2 separate regions of the Sus scrofa genome follow, and region 1 is linked to region 2. Evidence: chromatin contacts called from public Hi-C data. All regions are on one chromosome and are shown on one strand. The core of a region is the stretch at or near the end of the contact, and the rest is flanking DNA. Distances in the headings are between cores, read along the strand shown. Region 1 holds the start of SPP2 (secreted phosphoprotein 2). Region 2 holds the start of TRPM8 (transient receptor potential cation channel subfamily M member 8).

Region 1 (5,766 bases), core at 2,309-4,808, 97 kb after region 2:
TATTTAATCTTCTAGGTCTACCAGACAGGACAGAACTCTGCAGAGGCATTTTTAGTAGTAATTGCTTTTCACCACTAATCAGTGGCTGCTCTGCGTGCCCAGTGTCACTGTTTATTGTAACCAAGCGAATCTGAGAAATAAAATGATCTATCCTCGTGCCAGCAAGCTACAGACCAAATCAATAGCCCTGTGCTGGCAACATTATTTTATTGCTGTCTCCTTAATCTCCTCTACTCTTTTGCCATTACTTTTATCATTACTGCTCATTTAATGAGACCCTGGAGTTTGGAGCCAGATGGTGTGGTTCGTTAAATCTGGAAGAGTCTAATGGAATTGAGTTCAAACCCGGTTAACAGTAACAGCATCACAAATCTTTGTGGTCATCAACCCAGAGCGCATTGTTTTGTGTGCTTTTTAGGCACCAGAACTCAGTGCAGGCTTCAAAGACATGGAGTAAGGTTCAGAGAGACAAAGTGTGCTCACGCACCATACATTCTTTTATTCATTCACTCACTCATTCATTCACCAAACATTTAATCACGTTCCTATCTGAGTGTTGTCCTATGGGATCAACAAGACGAGCACGGTTCCCGCCCTGTGGAGCTGAGAGTCTACGAGGGGAGAAGGAAAATATCAGACAAACAAGCAAGCTTTCTCTGCCCGTGTTAAGAGCTAGGAGGGAAGAAGCAGAGAGCGGATGTGGGGGGAGGGGATGTGTGAGGTGCAGGTGGGTGGTCAGGGAAGCTCACTCTCCAAAGAGGCAGCTAATTTAAACTGAAATCCTAATGATGGGAAGTAGAGGAGGAGGGGAAGCCAGGGGAATGTCATGGATTGTTGCCTGTTGGAAGGAATGGTGCAGGCAAAGGCCATGGGACAAAAGTTGCCTGGTGTCCTTGAGGAACTTCAAGGACACTTGTGTGGCTGGAACCCAGTGTAGGAAGGAGAGTGGCCCCGGATGGGGCCAGGAGCTGCTGGACGCAGAGATGCTGCATGAGGCAATGAGCATTTAGGCACTGAGATATTCTGGGGATTTAAAAAAATTATTAGAATATAGCTGATTTACAATGCTGTAGTCATTTCAGGCATACAGCAAAGTGAATCATATATATATATATATATATATATATATGTATATATATTCATTCCTTTTCACATTCTTTTCCCATATAGGTTACTACACAGTATTGAGTGGATTTCCCTGTGCTACACAGTAGGTCCTTGTTACTTATCTATTTTATATATAATAGTGTGTATATATTAATCCCAAACTCAAAATCCCAAACTAATTTATCCCTTTGATAACCATAAATTTGGTTTGGAAATCTTTGAGTCTGTTTCTGCTTTGTATCCTTCTAAAAATCTACCTTTGGGCCTTTGTGCTGGTGAACAAAACTTGGAGGAAGACGCCCTTCCGGGTGAGGGCAGTCAGAGCATGATTCCAAACCTGGGTGCAGAGGGCAGGCAAAGCAGAGTTGACATGTTGATTAATGAAGTGGCCTCATGTAGTGGGAGTTGTTGAAATTATGTGTCACTGCACTTCCTGTAAGGCCCATCTTTGGTGTTAAATCTCTCCAGTATCTCTTCTTCCCCATCCTCCTCCTCTGACTCCTCCTCCTCTTCTGTCTCCTCCTCCTTGTTGGTAGCAAGGCCCGGTCTGCCTCTAGGGAACCGGGCCACCCCACACCATGTCCTTGGTAAGGGGCTGCAGTCCCTTTCCCAGTAGTCTTCTGTCTGTCCTTTCTTTCTGACTTGAGTCTCCTTCTCTCCTGGCACCTGTCATCCAGTTTGAAGATATGCCCGACCACCTGGGAACCAAAGTCCAGAGAACTGAGCAAACTGTCAATGGCCCCACCACCTCCAAGAATTCTCAGAGCAATTTATGCCTCTCTCATTGGCCCTTCTATGTGCCTTGTTTATAAGCAGCATGAGCTAGATGATTAGTTCTTTTAGATGTTCCCTGGACCACTTGCCTATTACATAGCAGCTACTAAAAAATATTTATCGAATTGAATTCTTACTAGCAGTTACCATTTATCGAGCAATTCATTTGCCAAGTGTTCTTCCAAGGGCTTGTGATTTAATTTTTATATGATGGTTCATTTTATGTGTCAGCTTGGCTCTGGTGCCCAGATATTTGGCCAAGCATTATTGTGGATGTTTCTGTGATAATTTTTAGGAGAGATTAACTTGTAAGTCAGTGGATGCTGAGGAAACAGATTATTCTCCTTATTATGGGTGGGCCGCATCCAGTCAGTTGAAGACTTGACTATACAAAGACTGACCTCCCCAGCAGGAAGGCATTGTGGCAGTAAATGGCCTTTGGACTCAACCTGCAACTCTTTCTTGGGAATCCAGCCTTCCAACCCATCTGAAGATTTTGAACTTGCCGTGCCGTGCCGTCGCACAAACTGAATCCTTGAAAGCAATCTCTCTCTGTCTCTCTGTGCCTCTCTGACTAATAGTTCATCTTTACATTGAACCATTTATGCTCACCTTATCGGTGAGGAAGTTGAGGTTCAGAGGCATTGAGGATGATGCCCACAGATATACCCCTGACAAAGGTAGAGCCAGGATTCTGGTCCAGGTGTTTCTGAATCCTAGAACAAGTCAGCTTCTTACACATGAATTCAAAGAATGAGACCACCATGAGCTGTATGTCACACAACCTGTATTTACTGTAAAGCATCTCTTCTTCTTAATGATTCATAAACTACCTTCAGCTCTTACAGCGCATGAGAATCATCAGTATGCAAACATCTCATTATCCAGGTGAGGTGCAAAAATATCCATTAGCAGAGAAGGTTGGTGGGCAGGAGCTGTGTCACCACTGTTGACTGCAGATGATCTTGGTTGGCGTTTTTAGTTCCTACAGAGTAAAGTCTCTCCTTTATAATCATAATTTCCAGTAAGATCGTGAAATAACCACACAGTGTTTGCAAACAGCCAACTGCGAAATCTTTAGGAGCATGGAAGGGAACTAAGTGGATGACAATTTGAAATTAAGTATTTTGCGGAAACAAACTCACAAACATAGAGAAGAGACTGCGGTTGTCAAGAGCAAGAATGGGGGAGGGATGGATTTGGGAGTCCGGTATTAGTGGATGCAAGCTATTGGGTAAACAGCAAGGCTACTGAATAGCACGGGGAACTATATTCAACATCCTGTGATGAACCATAACGGAAAAGAATGTGAAAAATGATACCTGTATGTGTTTAACTGAATCACTTAGCGGTCCAGCAGAAATTCACACATTGTCAAGCAACCATATTTCAATAAAATAAATTTAAAAAATTATCTGTTTCGTTGAAAGTAAGATGACACTCCCTCCTTCTAAGACAAAATGAAATAAAGGGAACTAGGCCGTCCATGTGAATGAAATTAAAATAGAGAAAAACAAATAGTGCCCATGGAATCCTGCCTCTTGGCTGCTGTCTGGCTGCAGGTTAAAGTCCCGTGGTGAGGTTGAAATTTCAAAAGTGGCCCCAAACTGGACCTTTCCACAGGAAGAGCCAGCAGAAAATATTGACTCTTCGGGATCAATTATTTCTGCTAAGGCTGCCGTCTGCTCCAGTCAGAGAGAGAGAGCAAGCCAGGTCACATTTGATAAAGAGCTGTTTTCAGGGCGACTTGTGGCCCCCAAAGGCACAGGGACGGTCTCCCTGGCTCTGAACTGAAGCTGTTCTTCCCAACATGGAGAAGAGGGCGATGAGGATGTTGGCGATGTTTGTCCTGGGAACGAGCTTCTGGTCCTGTGCAGGTAAGGGGCTCAGAGACAGGGCCACCTGCACCTAGTGATGTGGAGCTGCCCCACCCGTGTGCCCTGTCTCACCGTGTCCCCGCGTGCTTGGGCGTCCAGGTTTTCCCGTGTATGACTACGACCCATCTTCCCTGAGGGAGGCTGTCGGCGCCTCCGTGGCCAAAGTGAATTCCCAGTCGCTGAGCCCCTATCTGTTTCGGGCCTTCAGGAGCTCACTAAAAAGGGTAAGTGCCCCTTTTGTCTTCTCTAATCCTCTTTATTCTTCCTTCTGGTTTTCTTTCTTTTGTCATTTTGGGTGTACGAAATTTCTTTTTGGTCTTTTTGGGGCCTCACCCTTGACATATGGAGGTTCCCAGGCTAGGGGTCTAGTTGGAGCTGCAGCCACTGGCCTACACCACAGACACGGCAACACCAGATCCGAGCTGCATCTGTGACCTATATACCACAGCTCACAGCAACGCCAGATCCTTAACCCACTGAGCGAGGCCAGGAATCAAACTCACATCCTCATGGATACTAGTCAGATTCATTTCCACTGAGCCTCGATGGGAAAACCTGGGGGGTACAAAAATACTTAAATTTCAACTGAAAATGTTTCCAGTTTAAAATGAAGTTAAAGTTTTCCAGTTTAAATTTAATTTTTCATGGAAAAAATTTCCAGTTTAAACCGATAGTAGCTGCTCAGCTCCCTCACACTGTTTTGTTTTTTTGTTTGTTTGTTTGTTTTGATAGAGAAAGGATTTAATTGCTATTATTGTCATAAAGCTTTCAGAGCTCCTTTGCAAGCCTGATTCTTCTGCCGTTTTCTTCCCTCTGGCCTCATTTCCTATTTCCAGATGTTACCCTCCGCATATCCTGCTTCTGTACCCAAAGTCTCCATGGTTCCTCTTAAGATGTTTTATTAAAAACTGCCTATTTATTAGAAATAAGGCTTTTTCAAGTTCAGTGGTTCTGCTCCTAATACTTAGAGGAAATAAATTCTGGCTTTTGAGCCAAAGAAAGCCCCTTTCCTTTGTCAGTTTGGTAATAGTCTGTTTCCTGTTATCTTTGGGAAATGGAAAAAGATGAATTTTCATGGGCTTCCAATGACTACGGCTGTGATTGCCAAAGAAAGAGACAGAAACATCCTTCAAAGGAAATGAGAAACGAAGCAGCAGTTGGCCTCCCTCTTAGCTGGGCCCCAAGTGATTTCACTGCTTGTTCATCATCCTGTGTAAGGTGGGAGCAGAAATACCTGCCAGCGAGTTTAGGTTAAGATGGGAGGTGAGCAGGTTCTAGAAAGTTCCAGGTCCTATGAATTAGAACTCGTTGCAGCCAGGATGCCTGGAAACTTGGAACCACATGGACACGGCCAGGGGTCCAGGCAGCAGCTGCTTCCTCGCAGAGGCCCAAAGGCTGGATTCCTCTCCACCTGGTGCTTGTCTCTCCCATCCCTGCTGGGTGCCACCCTAGGGTGCAACTTGTTTGCTCCCTCTCCTTCTCCTCCTGTGAAGGTCACACAGGTCACGGCTTCTTAGATCCAGTCCATATAGTGCATTCATTTTGACCCTTCCTTTTCAGAAACTGGCCCCATTTCTCCCATCCAGATTCCCAGGAAATTAATCGAATTGTCCCAGTTATCTTTTCTAATTGGGCCATAGGTCACGAAGATGATGCTGTAGCTAGGCGTCCAGCCCAGAAGCAGGCTGTTGTGGCCAGAGTGAGATCACTTGGGCTGGATGTGCAGGTGCAGGTTTGGCCAGCTGCCAAGCTGAAGGGTGCGTTCCCTCTAGTAGTGTAATAAAAAGTATATCTCCCTTGCACATGGCTCTGCTGGCCTCCGTCTTTCACACTGAATGAAATCCGTGTGTGGTGTGGTGGAATTGGTGTCCTCTTGCCAATAAACAGTTTAAATTTACTTGCGATTTGGCTAGTTCTCACTACAGACAAAAGTTAGTAGTTAATTAAAGGCATAAGAGCATGAGGACAGATCCCCAAAAAGTCAGTTCCTGACACCATGGAAATCTTG
Region 2 (6,561 bases), core at 3,182-5,681:
CATGATTTTTTAGAAGTAGAATAATAAGAGTGGACGGCGTGTGTGAGTTTCATGAAATCAGCCCCATCAGACTTCATATTACACATTATGGGGCAGGCTCAGGGTCGTTTCGCTGGTGGATTCTTACTTGGGGAGAGTCCTTTGGTGGAGCTGCTCAACATTCAATGCATTCAACATTTTCTTGACTCCATTTTCCTACTCCTTAGTGAGACTTCCATTGTATAATCTGAGAAATACACTCAGACGGCGTTAGAGTTTGTAAAGCAAGATGGTCCAGACTTGAAACTCATGCTGTTAACGTTATACTCCATTGTCATCAAATGGGTGGAGCACCAGTGACTCTTTCATGTGAACATCAAATACTGCATTTCTGATCCAGAGAAAGAAATAATATCTGAGAGACAACATCGGTGAGGTTTCAAGCCCTTAAGAATCATGTATTGTGGTGATATCACGTTGTGTCATGTTTTGGTTTGGGATTTATGCAATCATGTATTCCAAATTGTATGTGAAACTCCAACCCCTAAGTGCTGGGGTTATTGGGAACAAGTCCATAACCTTTTACTTCTGGAGCTTGGCAAACCACCTCTTCTGCAAGTCAAGTGGTGCCTTCTTACCCATCTTAATCGACTGAGGCTGCAGACGCCCCCTGGCCGCCTGAGCTGTTAGGTGAGCAGGAGCAAATGGGCAGCAAAGCCCCTGAGCAGGTGAAACCGCTCATCAGGGGGAACTGCTAGGACCATGGGGATGAAATCTGACCCAGCAGTGCTGCTCCCATGGGAGTCCCTGAGCACCTCACAGCAGCAAAGCCCTAAACCCCTAAGCCCACTTCTGAATCCACTTCTCTAGGTGTGGCTTTTTAAACAACTACCCTAGAGTCTTGGAGCCCTGAAAACTCATACAGTGCCCCCAGCCAGCCTCTACTCTGGGGTGCACTTGGCATTCCTTCCCTGGAGTATGAGTCAGACAGTCCACGTAAGACCAAGAGGCTGTGGCTGGTAGGAAGTCAGATTCGTGTCTGGGAATGATTTCAAAGAATATGATGCAAGAGGAAAAAGATCCCAGATTGTCATCAGTATTCATTACGTTATTATCAACTAACTTTTCCTCTTATCTTCTGTTGATCATGTATCCTCAGTTGACCATTTTACTACCTATAGCTTCCCTGCTCCCACCTACCCCAGGAAGTCCTACTCCATGTTCAGTTATTATTATAACCATTGTATTATTTTTATTATTATTAGTCCTGAACTTTCGGCTCTTCCTCTCCTCTAGTTTTCTTACCCCAAGATTTAAACATGATCCCATCTCTTGGGGGGAAACAAGTTGGCCAGGGATACGCCCCTCCCCCTAGCGACCCCCCACACCTATGTGCTCCTGTGGAGGTAGAGGTCTGCCCAGGGGCCCTGCCCCCTCCCCCCCCCAACACTTACGGAGACTTATCACCAAGGTCACTGGTTATCTTCGCCTCACCCAACCTCTAGACACCATCCCCATTTATTAAATATATTTTCCAGATTACATCGGCCATGTATCTAATTTTGGCAAATACAAAAAGTTAAAGAATACAATTAAAGTCATCCACAGACCGGCCTCCATACAGCAAAGGTTAACTCTGTGGGGTATTTGCTTCCATGCGCCTTATACACGTTACACGTAATGCATTGACATCCCCTACTTCCATAGCTGACTTTCCCAAAGGTGCGTCTTGTCTGGGCTGCTGAACCCCATGCATAGGGAAGCCCAGAGGGTGGGAGACTCTCCCAAGGTCCCAGGGAGAGTGGTGGAACCCACGCTGATGTCTCTGAAACCAGAGAACCCGATCACTGTCATTTCTTGCCTTGCGCTTTCTTCCTACTCATAACAAATCATAATAATTTTTCCATGTCATTAAAATACACTCCGTCATGGTGCCATCCCCTTGCTTCTACTGGGTGTACTGTTCCCCTGGTGATGGAAATTTAGGTCACTTCTAATTTTTCCTATGAAATGAATACCTTTCGAGTATATATCTTCTAATGTGTTTCTGGCGGCTTCCTTTATCTAGAATTCTCCAAAGCCAATTCATTGGGGCAACAGCGATAATATTTAAATATCTTGTTATATTACAGCCACATTGTTTTGCAGGCAGGAAAGTGATTTTACAGCCCCGCCCCCAATCACATGAGAATGTCTGTCCCACTAGGCTCTTCCCAACATCAAATGCTGTCATCTGAAAATATCCCCCTCCATTCTGCCCGATGTTTCATTGTTGCTGGGGTTGGGATTTTATTGTTTTTATTGCTAGGAAGGCTCATCGTATTTTTATGCCTATTGATGATTTGTGTTTTTGTGCTTATGGAGGATTTCTGTTTGGTGGTTTTGGATTCTTTTGTCCATTTTTCAACTGGGTTTTGTATTGTTTCACCTGGTGGTGTGGTTTTATTACTTTTTCTTAGCGTGTGATGTGTCGACGCCTTTCTCCCTGGTGTGACCTTCACTTCCTCCTCCTCCTGGTTGTCCGGCTTTTCCAGTTTACCCCCCTTTTGACCGAGGCTCCTAGGGGTTCCCTGTGGCCTCTGCCCTCTCCAGACCCCCCTGGAAACCCTGTGTCCTTCTCCTAATGCCCCGTCACACTTAAGCCTTAACTCCTGAATGTGTGTGGGAGATGGATAAACCAGACACGGTACATGAGACCGTGTGAAGAGCGCCTGGACTCACAATGAGTCAACTCGAATATCACCTGGCCCCAGAAAACGGGTTAGAAACTAATACCGAATAAGGGCATTTGAAATGTTGGACTGGGCAAGTTTCTGCACTTCTTACACAGCTTTCCCATTTCTTATTTGACTGAAATACGATTAAAAAGCAAAAAATCGGGGGGTTCCCGTCGTGGTGCAGTGGTTAACGAATCTGACTAGGAACCATGAGGTTGCAGGTTCGATCCCTGGCTTTGCTTAGTGGGTGAATGATCTGGCATTGCCGTGACCTGTGGTGTAGGTCACAGACTCGGCTCGGATCCTGCGTTGCTGTGGCTGTGGCTAGGCTGGTGGCTACAGCTCCGATTAGACCTTTAGCCTGGGAACCTCCATATGCCACGGGAGTGGCCCAAGAAATGGCAAAAAGACAAAAAAAAAAAACAAACAAACAACAAAATTCACTTTTTCCATTGCAAAGAAATAAGCAGGTTATTTATTTATTGCCAGCAAATGAAATCCTCTCCTAGCCATTGAAACCCCCTCCTCCCCCCGCCACTTCGAAGCCATTTGCTGTATGGGGAGCGCAGTAAATACTTGCAGGATTGATCTGTGGTTTTACGATAATGTATGTAAAGTACCAATTAATACTCGGAGCCTCTCTGTGAAACGCCTGGGGAGAGAAGTAAAAGAGGCAATGCTGGTTTTAAACAGCCTGGCCCGAGGGTTCTGAGCGGGCTTTAAAGAGAGTCCAGCCTCTGTGGGGTGGAAGGCGGAGGCGGGGGGCGCTGGCTTGGATGTTGGGCCTGGCTGTCTGGACAGAGGAGCCAGGCTCACAGATCGGGAGCTGTGGGTCTCAGGCCTCTCCACCTGCAGGGGGTGTGGAAAGCGAGGAGGAAGTAATTTGCGAACCAAAGAAGGATCTGGCGAATGGGAGGGAGTATTACATGATAACTTTAAATTATTCACTCAGTCAATATGGGGACAGTTCTACTCTGTGAATTGTGCCAGATTCTGGGAATAAGCGGAACAGATAGATCTGTTTTCGTTTGTTTCTTTATTTGTTTTATTGGCTGTGTCCGTGGCACATGGAAGATCTCAGGCCAGGGATTGAACCTGTGTCGCAGATGCAGCCTGAGCCAAGGTAAAGGGAACTTCTTGATAGAGCTGGGGTTTTTTTTTTGTTTTTTTTGTTTTTTTTGTTTTTTTGGTTTGTTTATTTAATTTTTTGGCTGCTCCACAGCATATGGAGTTCCAAGGCCAGGCGTCAGATCCAAGCTGCAGTTGTGACCTATGCTGCAGCTGTGATGACTCTGAATCCTACCCACTGTGCTGAGCTGCGGATCAGACCTGCACCTTGGTGCTGCATCAGGAGCTCTGAGATATAGTTTTTGACTGAAGCAGGGGGACAGGGGCCAAACAGACCATGGGACAAATCAGGATACTTACGGCTTGGTGGAGAGTAGAAGGTGCTTCCAGAACAGGTCACTGGGCATTTGTGCCAGCCTGGGCGTCACAGGCACCTCCCTGGAGAAAGAATGCATAAGGCTGGGAGGGTGAGCAGGAGATAACCAGATGGGGAGTGTTTGGGGTGGAGGCGTCCAGACAGACGGTGGGATCCAGATGGCAAAGAAGGGGTTCAGAAGGAGAGGGAGGTGGGTGCAATCTGGCTGGGGAAGTAAGCAGGGCCCAGGTGGCAAGCTGCAGAGGGTGAAGGGGGTGGGGCTGCCACTTGGATGTGGTGATTGGGGGGGACATGCAGCAGTCCCAGGAGGAGACACAGGAAGGTGGGGTGTAGAAGACAGATGATGCTTTTGTTCTAGAAATGTGTTTGCTGCATCTGCTGGACAACAGGGGATGTGTAGCAGCTCTTGGGGACACGGGGCTGAGATAGTGTTGGGAGACAAGAGGGATAGAGGATTCCTGCCGCTGGGATGGGAGGGTCTGAGCAGCAGAAGAAGGGAGGGTGGCCCAGAGCCATCTCCATGGCAGCTGAGGCTTCTGTGATGCCCAGACTAACAGTCTGCTCCTGAGCCTGGGAAGGAATTGCTGGGTGTCCCTGGGACCCATGTGCCAGCTCCAAGTGTCAGGCTGACTCAGAGCACACCGGCCCTCAAGGCCGATTCAGGGTTCCTGTCCCACTTGACGCCATTGGATCAGGTCAGGGCTCTCACAGCTGCCACAAGGAGCTACTTACAGTTCTCCAAGTTCCTTTACTCCAGATCCATTAACTGGGGAGGAGCCAGGGAGCACGTCTTGTGTGTGCGTGTGGCGGAGGGTCTGGGATGCCCGGCCCTACCTCCCTTAGGAGAGGGGCCCCCAGGAGGGCCCTGCCCAGGCATCAGTGGCCATGGATCCAGTACCAAGAAAACAGAGCTCAAGCTGGGTCCCGGAGGACAAGGAGGAACGGGGAGAGGAGAGCAGCGGCGGGGTCCAATTGCCTGATGCGAGCAGGCGGATGCGCGTGAGGCACAGCGCATGGCGACGGGGGAGAAGAGGGCAGCCCTTTCTCCGCTCGTGACCCCATCTTACCCCCACCCCCATCCTTTCACAGGAGAAGAGATGTCCTTCAAGGGCGCCCGGCTCAGCATGAGGAACAGGAGGAACGGCATGCTGGACAGCACGCGGACCCTGTACTCCAGCGCATCTCGGAGCACAGACGTGTCCTACAGCGAGAGCGTGAGTTCAGGGCCCTTCCGCGCCCCCACTGCCCTTGTTATGTCAGAAAGCATCATTTTGCAGTTTGGATTCTTTGCAAACCAATACCCCTTCTTTAGAAAGTTCATTTCTCAACGGATAGTATTTCGTTTGTGGATTATTTATACGGAAGGTAGAGGCATTTTCTGAGCTGCTTTTTAAGCGTTCTGTTTTCAAGATTGTGGCTTGTAACCATAGCACGTTGTTAAACAACCCACTTGTTAACTGACTTTTACAAAGTCTTAAATACTGCACTTTCGATGTTTGTTTTACTACGTAGTGCTTGGTAGTCTGGCTTCCAGCCTTGTGGGTTCACCCTGAATATGAGTTTTGAATTGAAATCCTTTTCTTCGACTCTGGCGGGAGCTCGTTCTGGGTCTGCCTTTGCTCTTGCTGTAGCCTCGAGCTGTGCTCTTCGGCACGCGTTTCTCCTTGTTCCAAGCCTGCGTGCATGTGGCCTTCAGGACTTCCCATTGTAGCGACCTCACACCTGGTCCTTGCTTAGGGATGAGCGGACTCAGGGTGGGGGCGTCCGCAGAAGGCCCCCCCTTTGTGCTGCACTGCCCCTCCCACCCCAGTCTTTGGCGACACCTCGAGGGTGTCTGGTCCTTGTCAGGGCGTAGCGAATGCTCTCATTGGTCAGCAGGCACTCCGTCTGACACCAGGGTTTCTCTCAACTGCAGTGTTAAAAGTCTGGGAGGTGGCCAACTTTGGAAGGCGGAGGGATGGGGCGGCGCTTCGGGGGTGCTGGGCCTGTCAGTATTTTGATGTGATTGGCGGAGTGCACTTGCCACTCCCCACATGGAGCACCTCCTTCGAATCTGCACCTGCTGTCAACTTGGCCCCAGTCCTGTGCGAATTACACGACAGGCAAAGCATGCTGGTGGCCTCTCCAGTGTCCCCTGCTCCCGCTCCCAGCAGGGAGAGCCCCCTGGGAGGGCAGAAAAGACCTTTCGAGATCACACTTGGGTGCAAGCCCTGGTGCCTCTGGGAGACAAAGGCTGCCTCTCTCTTGCCCCGCTCCTTCCGGTTCCCACCGGATTTCTAGATGGATTTCTTGCTCCCTTCAAATCTCTCACCCTTCAGAGATGCCAGCAGCCCTGTGGGTAGAACTTCTGAGACGACCCAAGTACATCCCAGTGCTGGGTGGGTACGGTTTGAGCCCGAGGACACACCTCTCAGCAAAGTG

Evidence for each region. A called contact is a pair of places that touch in the nucleus more often than the background predicts.
Region 1: a Hi-C map of liver shows a contact between it and region 2, with 13 times the contacts expected there. The contact joins the promoter of SPP2 here to the promoter of TRPM8 in region 2. A contact is called at or near these places in 1 of 5 promoter capture datasets (fetal skeletal muscle) and 1 of 47 Hi-C or Micro-C datasets (liver).

What each region holds. Positions count from the first base shown.
Region 1 is chr15:134,279,228-134,284,993 of Sscrofa11.1, forward strand. It overlaps SPP2 (secreted phosphoprotein 2), which reads left to right and starts at 3,559. Exons shown (of 8, transcript NM_213780.1): 1 at 3,559-3,758; 2 at 3,858-3,982. The coding sequence starts at 3,692.
Region 2 is chr15:134,180,885-134,187,445 of Sscrofa11.1, forward strand. TRPM8 (transient receptor potential cation channel subfamily M member 8) reads left to right here and starts at 4,432. Exons shown (of 28, transcript XM_021074741.1): 1 at 4,432-4,462; 2 at 5,230-5,354; 3 at 5,772-5,847; 4 at 6,056-6,242. The coding sequence starts at 4,432.